Regions from separate parts of the Mus musculus genome. Here region 1 is linked to region 2. A link is a contact called in public HiCAR-type data. All regions are on one chromosome and are shown on one strand. The core of a region is the stretch at or near the end of the contact, and the rest is flanking DNA. Distances in the headings are between cores, read along the strand shown.

The links. HiCAR-type assays count read pairs that join an accessible place to other places.
Region 1: a HiCAR-type map of fibro-adipogenic progenitors shows a contact between it and region 2, with 5 times the contacts expected there. The contact joins two enhancer-like sites.

Annotation. Positions count from the first base shown.
Region 1 is chr5:98,140,133-98,144,734 of GRCm38.p6, reverse strand. No RefSeq gene overlaps it. Among named protein-coding and RNA genes, the nearest start is that of Gm42121, 3.4 kb to the right of the region's middle. Within about 2 kb of position 2,239, at least 2 of the 459 cell types and tissues checked have an H3K27ac peak or open chromatin away from gene starts, as enhancers often do. A contact at or near this core is called in fibro-adipogenic progenitors, where this site is marked.
Region 2 is chr5:97,691,890-97,696,451 of GRCm38.p6, reverse strand. No RefSeq gene overlaps it. Among named protein-coding and RNA genes, the nearest start is that of Gm34029, 58 kb to the right of the region's middle. Within about 2 kb of position 2,696, at least 34 of the 459 cell types and tissues checked have an H3K27ac peak or open chromatin away from gene starts, as enhancers often do. A contact at or near this core is called in fibro-adipogenic progenitors, where this site is marked.

The DNA of each region.
Region 1 (4,602 bases), core at 990-3,489, 450 kb before region 2:
GCAATATGGCATCCACCTGCCTTCTAAGTGTTCAGCCTAATATGCATAGATTAGCGGGCATCCTCACATCTGGTTCATAAGTGTCTTTTTGCAGGGAATGGAGGCTATTATAGAGAACCACACCTGGGCAAGGTACAGAGAATAAGTGAGGGTGTTGTATCCAACCCTAAATGGGACATCATAACACAATTATGATAACTAAGGATCAGGGGTCATCATAGAAGAAGATTGTAAGAGCTGGCATACCAGGGGAACCACAGAGTGTCAGTTTTCTTTAGGGTTGAACTCAGATGCTCCAGTGGTTAGCCCCACATCTATGAGCTAACTAATTGGGCTCAATAGGTTTTATGTATATAATAATAATAATGATAAAATAATAGAAAACATTCATTTTACTAGAGGAGCTTGAGGAGACACAGAGGAGTTGGAGGGAGGAAGGGGTGTATATCATTAAGATGCATTGTAGTTATATGTATGAAAAATCTCAAAAAAATTCAGAGAGATTTTGTTGTAAACACAGAAAAGCTAATTCTTGGACTGGGAATATATTTGCTGGGGTAGAATGTTTGCTTATTCAGTCCATGCTACTAAAAATAGAGTTATACCTTTTTTTTTTTAATCAAAAAGCAAAATATCTTGAATAGTTAAGAAAAACTGAAAGAAAATCAAGTTGGCTGTAAGCAGCATCTGACTTTGGCTACGGTGTTTAAGCGGTGACACTGGCAAAGGTGTTCGTTAGTCCTTCAGTCCAGAGAGATCTTGGAACAGAATAATTAATTAAAAATAGATTCACATACTTATACACATAAATGCATAAAATAGGTAAGTGGGAGTTTGAAAAAATATATTTATTATTTATGTATGTGCTCTTGTAAGAGTATGTGTTTACCAAGAATATACAGGTGCCCACAGAGGCCAAAAGAAGATCTTGGATCCCCTGGAATTGTTGGGAGCTGCATGATGTGGGTGCTGGGAATTGAACCTGGGTCTTCAAAACCAGCAAGTGCTCACAATCATGGAGCTGCCTCTCCATCCCAAAAGTTCTTTTGGATAACTGTTGTCAGAACAATTAGACATGCATATGCAAACAATAAAACAAGGTAGTAAACTTTATATCTTATATCAATATTAACTAAAAAAAACAAAACAAAACCCATAAATTAAATGGAAAGCCTAAATCTAGAGTGTTTGGAAGAACCCACAGGTGTATGACCTGGAATTAGATATGATATCGAAATGTTGTTAGACATAATATCAAAATAACAAATCATAAAAAACAACAAATTGAATTTAATAACAAATTAGTACAGTTTCTCTCTGTGACGGACATGATTACTGCAATGAGAACAGCCCACGTAAGACATGAATGAATAATTTGAACAGATACCTCTCAGTGAGGATGGGGACGACAGTCAAGGATTGGAGGCTTTATTGTGGTTTCCTTAATGAAATTCTCAGACTTGCTAGAACGCAGTGGAAGCTCTGAGAGCTGATGAGGCTGCCTGGGATCGGGGACTCACAGTCACTGAGCATGGTCTGTGAAGAACCTCAACTATTTGGAGGTAGTTTGGCACACTTCTTAAAGAGCATATGTCCCCAGAAGTCCTATGTGTTAGGTGTTTACTTTGGAGAACTGAAACACATTCACAATATCTTATCCGCTGACCCTCACAATGGTATTCATAATTGCCCAAACTGATAGCAACTGAAATATCCTCAGAGGGGGAGACATTCAACTCATTCATGTAGGAGAACGCTGTTTACCAAGAAAGACAGATTTATTAGAGTGGTATAGATGGATCTCAAAAGCATCAAGCTGAGGAAGACATCCTGAAGAAGTTGTGCAGGGCTGCTTTCATTTGCATGATGTTGCTGAAGAGACAGTACCATTGCCCTAGAAAGGGGAGGGATGCTGTGACAAATACCTAAAAATCCTATTCCATCCTCCTGTCTGTAGAGAGGTAGAAGTACTTAAGAGCTGACCAAGGAAAAGGTATGACTGAGAGATAGCAGGAGCACACGCAGCCATGGCCGGGCTCAGGATAGAGTCTCATATTACAGGAAGTCCCTCACTCTGTGACTAGAGGTTTCCATGTGCCCCCTCAGAAGGGGAGCACACGTTGAGATGTTCTTTACCAGCTTAGCAGAGATTTTCGAGCAGACAGTCCTAGAAGCTACCAGCAACTTCCAGTCTTCATGGTTTCAGACCTTCTTTTATCCTCAGCTAGCAATGAGTCTATCGGTGCTGCAGATAATTTCATGGGATTATGCAAAGGAGACAGTTTCCAAGGAGCCAATGGTCTGCCTCTTTGGGTTCTTCTTAAAAACAACTGAATATGTGAATGTCTGAATTTGATGCTGCCAGGCTTTTTAGTTAATGGGAAAGTAAACAACCTGGGAGCTAATACAGTGAGGTCGCTTCTGACTTATTTATATGACAAATTAGGCAATTAGTAGAGGCTGCAAGAAATTTAAATACATAGCAGAAAAGCCTGTTGCTTTAAAGGGACCAAGTAGAGATACAGGTGCCAAGGGATGGTCTGAAAAGAACTCAGACTGGAATGGGGAGAATGTTGAAGACGGAATGGATTTATACACTTGGGATAATTGTTATGTGCAGCAGTAAACTTGGCTGATTTATGTTCTAAGCTAATGGGGAGAACAGGAAGTGATGTCATTGTCTCCAGGGAGGCATGGAAGGCGTGGTCCTCTTCCTCCTTTCCTTCTCTCATTCCTGTACTGTAGGAAAGCCAGAATTTAATGAACAAACTCTCAGCAAAAATGAAATCATTTTTACTTGGTGGTTTGAGAGACTCTTGCCTATTCCAGACTGCAAAGTGTCCTAAGATGAACAAATTCATAATCAGGTGAGTGTTCAGCTGAAAAAAAAAAAACTTTTACTCAAACAATTAAGTTTTTGAGTTAAAGAACTACTCAGTGGTCTGGATAGATACCTGGAACAGAGATGTGGTGATCCAGAAGAGCTCTGTGAAGAATTCTCTTGTCTAATGTTATATACCCCAGTGTCGTATGTGTCATATGTGTCATATGTGTCATATGTGGGAGAGGCAAGAGAGTCATGATAATACTGTTTCATCATGGAGACCAGTGGTTTGAACTCCAAAGGATAAGGACCAAAATGAGAGGATGAGATTGAAACTTCAGAATTACTGTCCATGCAGTTTCTGAGAGAGAAGAGGAAGAGAGATTCCAATGTGAACCCTTGCAGGTAGGACAGGCTTATGCAGTGTCACATTCTCGGCTGGCATGAGATAAAGCACAGAATCTTTTTCACGGACAAACTCGTGGGATTCCTGCTGACACCTTTCAAGCTTACTTAGATCCCTTCATCCCCTTCAATTTCTCTTCTGGAATGGAATTATCACCTTTGTCTACATCCAACATCTCCATCTCTTTCACCATTGAAATCAGAAAAATACGTTTATCTTCTAGTAATTGTATCTATGTAAAGGAAACAATTTTGTCTTAGAATGGATCACCACTAGCGTCTAACACATACCTAGCCCACATAATAAACTTAAGTATTTCTCAAATGATGTTATTTGTTTAAAGCTTTGTACCTAGAAATTGCCATCATAATAGCTTGAGACTTAGAGGGTGTGAGGGAGATAGAAATATAATTTTACGGGTGTGGCAGATGAGACTGGGTGGACAGCAGAGGGTGGGCTGAAGTGAGTTGAACAGGGTTAAAAAATACGCTATATTCCTGTTCCCAGAAATGGAAGTCATATAACAGAGTTTTTTTTTTTTGAAAAAAAAATTGTCTTGGCTGACATAAGCATCTCAGATGATCTTGACATGAAATGCATGAATTGCCAAAGCCAACAAGATGCATCCTAAAAACGACACAGGAGAATGGTGCACACAAAAAAGAGAATAACTTCACTGACAGATGAAGGTGGAAACTGGATTCCCCACAGCAAGGTGGAATGCTTTTCTGGAACTTTTCAGGAGATCTTTGTGTTGAGGGGTTCAGAGTGTGACAAAATCCTACATGCTGTTACTTTAAGCTCTAACTTGTAGGATCATTTGCTAGGGTGGCTTTCAAAAGCAAACATGTCTTTCTTGCTATAGATGTCGCATCCCAAACTGGAGGTTTACACTAGCACCTGCTACAGTTGGTTTCTTGTGTAGACTTGACAGCTTGAGGCTCCTGATTTTGGAGTGACTGAAGTGTAGAAAATACAGCTCCAAGTTTATCAAAACTCTGTAACTCCCATGAGTAACGTTTTAGGAAAGAGCTAAGGTTGTATATCAAGCATGCTTCTGCACCATACTGGACAGTTCCTCTGCAAACATGTCTTGCTATGAATCTCTTTTCAGTCTGTAGTGAGGTTATTCTACACTGTAACATGGTTACGGTGTACAGAGGACACAAGGAGAAGAGAGCAACCTTTCTGCCTGACTTTCTTATCTGTGAAATGGGAAAGCACTTATGTCTTGCTTGTGTAATTATTTCTGAGACAGCGTATGAATGGGCCTTTTAAAGCTCTAAAGTATTATACCAGGATATAATACCTAAAACTAATGACTTTGTTAAGTGATTTAAAGCTAAACTATTCCAACATACATGCTTTACAG
Region 2 (4,562 bases), core at 1,447-3,946:
CATGTGGTAGTGAGTTTATGACAATGGAAACATAACTTGTTTGGCTTTATATATTGGCTTCAGAGAAAAACTCCCCAGTCTCCCTTGATTTGTCTGATAACTGCTTTACCACAGAGGGAAATAATATAATGACGTCTAACATTCATTATGGCCAACCATAGTCACTTCCTGACGTTATGCAGGGAGGGAAGAAAAGAAAGAGGAAAGCTGAGTGGAACCACAGGTGTCCAAAGCCCTGTGGACCATGATGACAGGCCCGTTTACTGTTCTGATAGCAGAGACACAGTAGTATAAAAGCACCAAATGGTTAGTGTGTGTGTGTGTGTGTGTGTGTGTGTGTGTGCGTGCGTGCGTGCGTGCGTGCGTGCGTGCGTGCGTGCGTGCGTGTGTGTGTGTGTGTGTGTGTGTGTGTGTGTATTTTCCTTTGTTGGATGACAGGGTATTTGGAGAAAGATTCCTTTTCTTCTGATTACTAGAATCGTAAACAGCTGGTGGTCAGAATTTGAGACAGAGGGTACCCTGAGTCTATAATCTGGCATTTAGGTGTCCTGCTATGTCTAGCTCCTTCACTGGGCTAGTTTATTAGTTATTGCTCTGACGATAATGTACAAAGATAGTATTGCCTTTAGTAATGCTCAAAAGTAATTCCAATCTTTAACTATCCAACATGAGAAAATTTGATAATTTTTTATCTGTTAATGCTTCTGCCTCTTATTTCATACATTTCCTTAAGGATATGAGATTTTCATCTTCAATTTTTATTCCTCTTCACTTAAAACTATACAGAGTTTAATCTTTCTATAAAAAATGCTTCTGAAGAACAAGCAACCCAGACATATGTCATTAAAAATCAAGAAAGTGCATAAGATTGTTATGGCCTATTTCTGAATTGTCCCCCATGAAAGATGTTCATGTTTCCAGAACTTGGTCTCTGGTGTTTTTTGTTTTGTGGGGCAGATCCTGGCAGGACTATAAGGAAAAATATGGAACAGAAAAATAGAAAATTAAAATTATCTATTACCTTTGCATATGAATGTATTATCTTTATAGCATAATTTTTAGTTATTAATTTGTATGTATGAATATGTATATGTGTCAGGGTAGGGTATGTGTGTGTTGTGGCATGTGTGTGGAGATCTGAAGAAAACTTTCTGGGTTCTGGGGATGGAGCGCTGGTTTGCAAGGTGAGCGACCTCACCTGCTGGGACATCTTGCCAGCAATTGTCCATGAATTATTTTCCATTTTATTTCTGTGTCATTATCTTAAACATATAAATTTAATAGGAAAAATATATAGTTTCTATTTCATTTTACACAGCGTTACGATCATTTGCAAAGCTGTCACATACTCATTCATGTGATGTAATTAACATCATCTTAAAGTCTTTCAGATTAATACAAGAATAATTGAGCACTTGAGAATATGTAGCTCTGAAGTAGAGGTCCCATGATCAGAAGTTACATTAAGGAGGAACAACTTAAAAACCTCTAAATACAATCAAAGAACTTTCTTCAAGACATAGATGTGCTTGCCTTAGAAACTTAGATACAGTAACATTAAATCTCTCTCTCTTGCAAGAATGAACCAATCCTCAAAAAACAGACCAAAGCTCGCTTTGTATTGCGATATTTCAACTCATTATAATCTCCTATTCCTTGTTGCCTCCTACTAACTTAACTGCCTTAAGAGACTTACAGAAGACTCGAGCTGGGTACAAGGTTGAATCAATTGCCACTAGAGCCACATCTAATTACTAAGAAGGTACTAGGGACAAGTTGATGATGACAGGAAAGAAGAGAAACTAGGCGTTTCATTGGAGATACCGGAGATGAAGGAAATGAAACAATACTTTAAAATATGCATCTGGTTAAGTGGGAAAGAAGAAGATTGCCACTGATTGAATAGGAAAAGTGACAAATTGATTTTTTTTTTATCTTAAATATTTTTCCCCCAAATCCTCTTTTGCCTGGAGGTAAGTAAAAGTATAAAGTATTGCTATATATAGGGGCGCAGTATTGTTCCCTGAATGAGAATGGTACCTAAACAACACATCAAGACACTTGGCCCTTTACAAGGGCAGTCATCAATTCATTCATGGTTACAGATCTACTCTACTCCTTAATGATTTGCACTGAGTACTGTGTGCTAAATATTGAAGTGAGTGACTTCATCCGTAAGTAAATACACATGAGACCCTGTTCCAGGAGGGACTATTCAAAGGTTTAGAATGTTAGCTTAACGAACTGGATGATGACTTTAAACACTGAAGGAGAATTTGTGTATGAAGGATTTGGTTTCCCTCAGATGATCCCCCATAGTAGAAATTTAACAAAGTAAACACTATATTTGAAAAGTTGAGGATAAACACAATCAAGACTCCTATAAAAGTTGGAGTTTTCAAAAGTTAGAAAAAAAGTCTCTCTGGAAAATGCCAAACTCTCTTTCACCAGATGTAAGTATATGGTGGACAAGCTGGAAAATGACTTAGAGTGGACCCCAAATTGAGTAAACACCCGCTAAATCCATCCCTACTTTTACAGCCGCGGGATTCTACACAGTGGGATATTATGCAAATGATTCCACAGACTCTTACAACTGATCTCCAGAACTAGCAAACTCAGAAACTACTTGTTTCCAGAGCCAAGAATGTTGAGTGGAATCCTCCACTTCCTCCTCAGCTCTCCCCTGGGTACCAAACTGCAGGGGAGTGAGAGACTGTGCTCTCTTGATAGATGAGCTGGAGAATCCTTCACAGCTGTGTTGTGGAAATATTCTCCACTTCCCTCACGATAACATTGAGTCATAAAAGGAGAAAATGAACATTTATTTGCCAACTCCACCTGTCTGCTGGGCCCACCATATCTATATTAGCATCAAGGGAGCTTGCCTATACTGCTGAAAATTTCATCAAGAGGAGCGACGCAACTGCCATTTCCCTTAAGTTGTGGTTAGTGCTGGTTTCTCTTCTCATCAGAAGCCAGAAGACAGGAACTGAGCCTTGGATGGCTCAGTTGTCATCGCTAACATTAAGGGAAATGGTTGGAACCGGAAACCTCAGAACATTTCGAGCTTTTTAATCCGAAAAATTCAGAGCTAGATTGAAAATTCCTTTTGTTCTAAATCCAGTCTGGATCCATAAAAGTCTTCTCACTGGAAAAGAAGAAAGAAAATGCATTTCCTTTTGTCTTTTAGATCCAGAAGAGGTCAAATAAAAGGGGGGAATGGGTAAGACTAAAAAGAAACCGAAATTTAAAAATTGCAACATTCTAGAATTTATTCTTTTTTTTTCCTCTTAAAGTTTGTCAGTTCTCTCTTTATAAAACCACTGTAATAACAACCTTTCCATCATCATAGAGATTCATGTGAGAGTTAAGAGTGGCGTTTTCATTCTATGCTAATAACTAACACAAATTGATGTTTCTGTTTTCTTTATAGTAATATTTGCTTTTGTTTTTCGTTTTGTTTTTTTGGTTTTTGAGACAGGGTTTTTCTGTGTAGCCCTGGCTGTCCTGGAACTCACTCTGTACTCTGTAGACCAGGCTGGCCTCGAACTCAGAAATCCACCTGCCTCTGCCTCCCAAGTGCTGGGATTAAAGGAGTTTATATTTGCAGGTAATTGATCTGCCTCCTTAAGACTTTTAAGTCTTTTTTAAGATATTTGTTAGGCAGAGTCCTAAATCTAAAACATGCCATGCCTCCTCTGACTTGTACTCTAAAGTTCAAGCTTAGAGATGACCTGGTAGGATAATGTGTATATTGCTCTCTATTTAAGAGTAATACAACTATCACACCAGTACAATCATTAACAAAAGCACAACGGGTTCCTTGGATCACAGATGCAAAATAGGCCTGGCACCCACACCTACCACACTCACCATCGGTTAGTAACTGTGCATTGCTGACTCCTTCAATCACTCTGGCTCCTTCACAGTGTAATCAAAGTGTCAAGCATGCTTTTTTTTTCCCCAATTAACTTTCTAGTCTTCTGCTTATATAAAATACCCTCAAATTAACATGTCAGAAAGAATATAGATAAATTATCTACAATCAAAAGAATAGAAAAATTCATTTCTTCTATATGACCCATGACCTTGGCATCATATCATATCAATGCCCCAAACCTATTAACATTTGGGACATTGGAAACTAGTGGACTTCTCCTCTAGGTCTTGCTGATGTCCACAGCCCATGACAATTCATGTTTTCTTTACTTTTTCTGTTAAGATTTCCCTCTTGTCTCCCCATCTTGTCTCAGATGAACAACATGATTTCTAGCCCATGTTGGCAATCTTCTTCTGCCCTTACCTGGTCACTGTCCTGCCTGTGATGTCACATAGCAATGATACTGAACAAGAAAGAAACAACAATGACCAGCTGACTTCAGCAGCTACTGAGTGCTTTGTAAGTCTAAATTATTTGACTTGTGTAATGTCAGGATAAACATCCTGTGTAAACTCAGGATAAAGAAATGACAAATCTGGTTTTCTCTTTTTCAGTGCTAATATTAGAAACTATGCATTACTTTCCTGGAGTAACCTTGGAACTCCCAATGTGGGGAAAT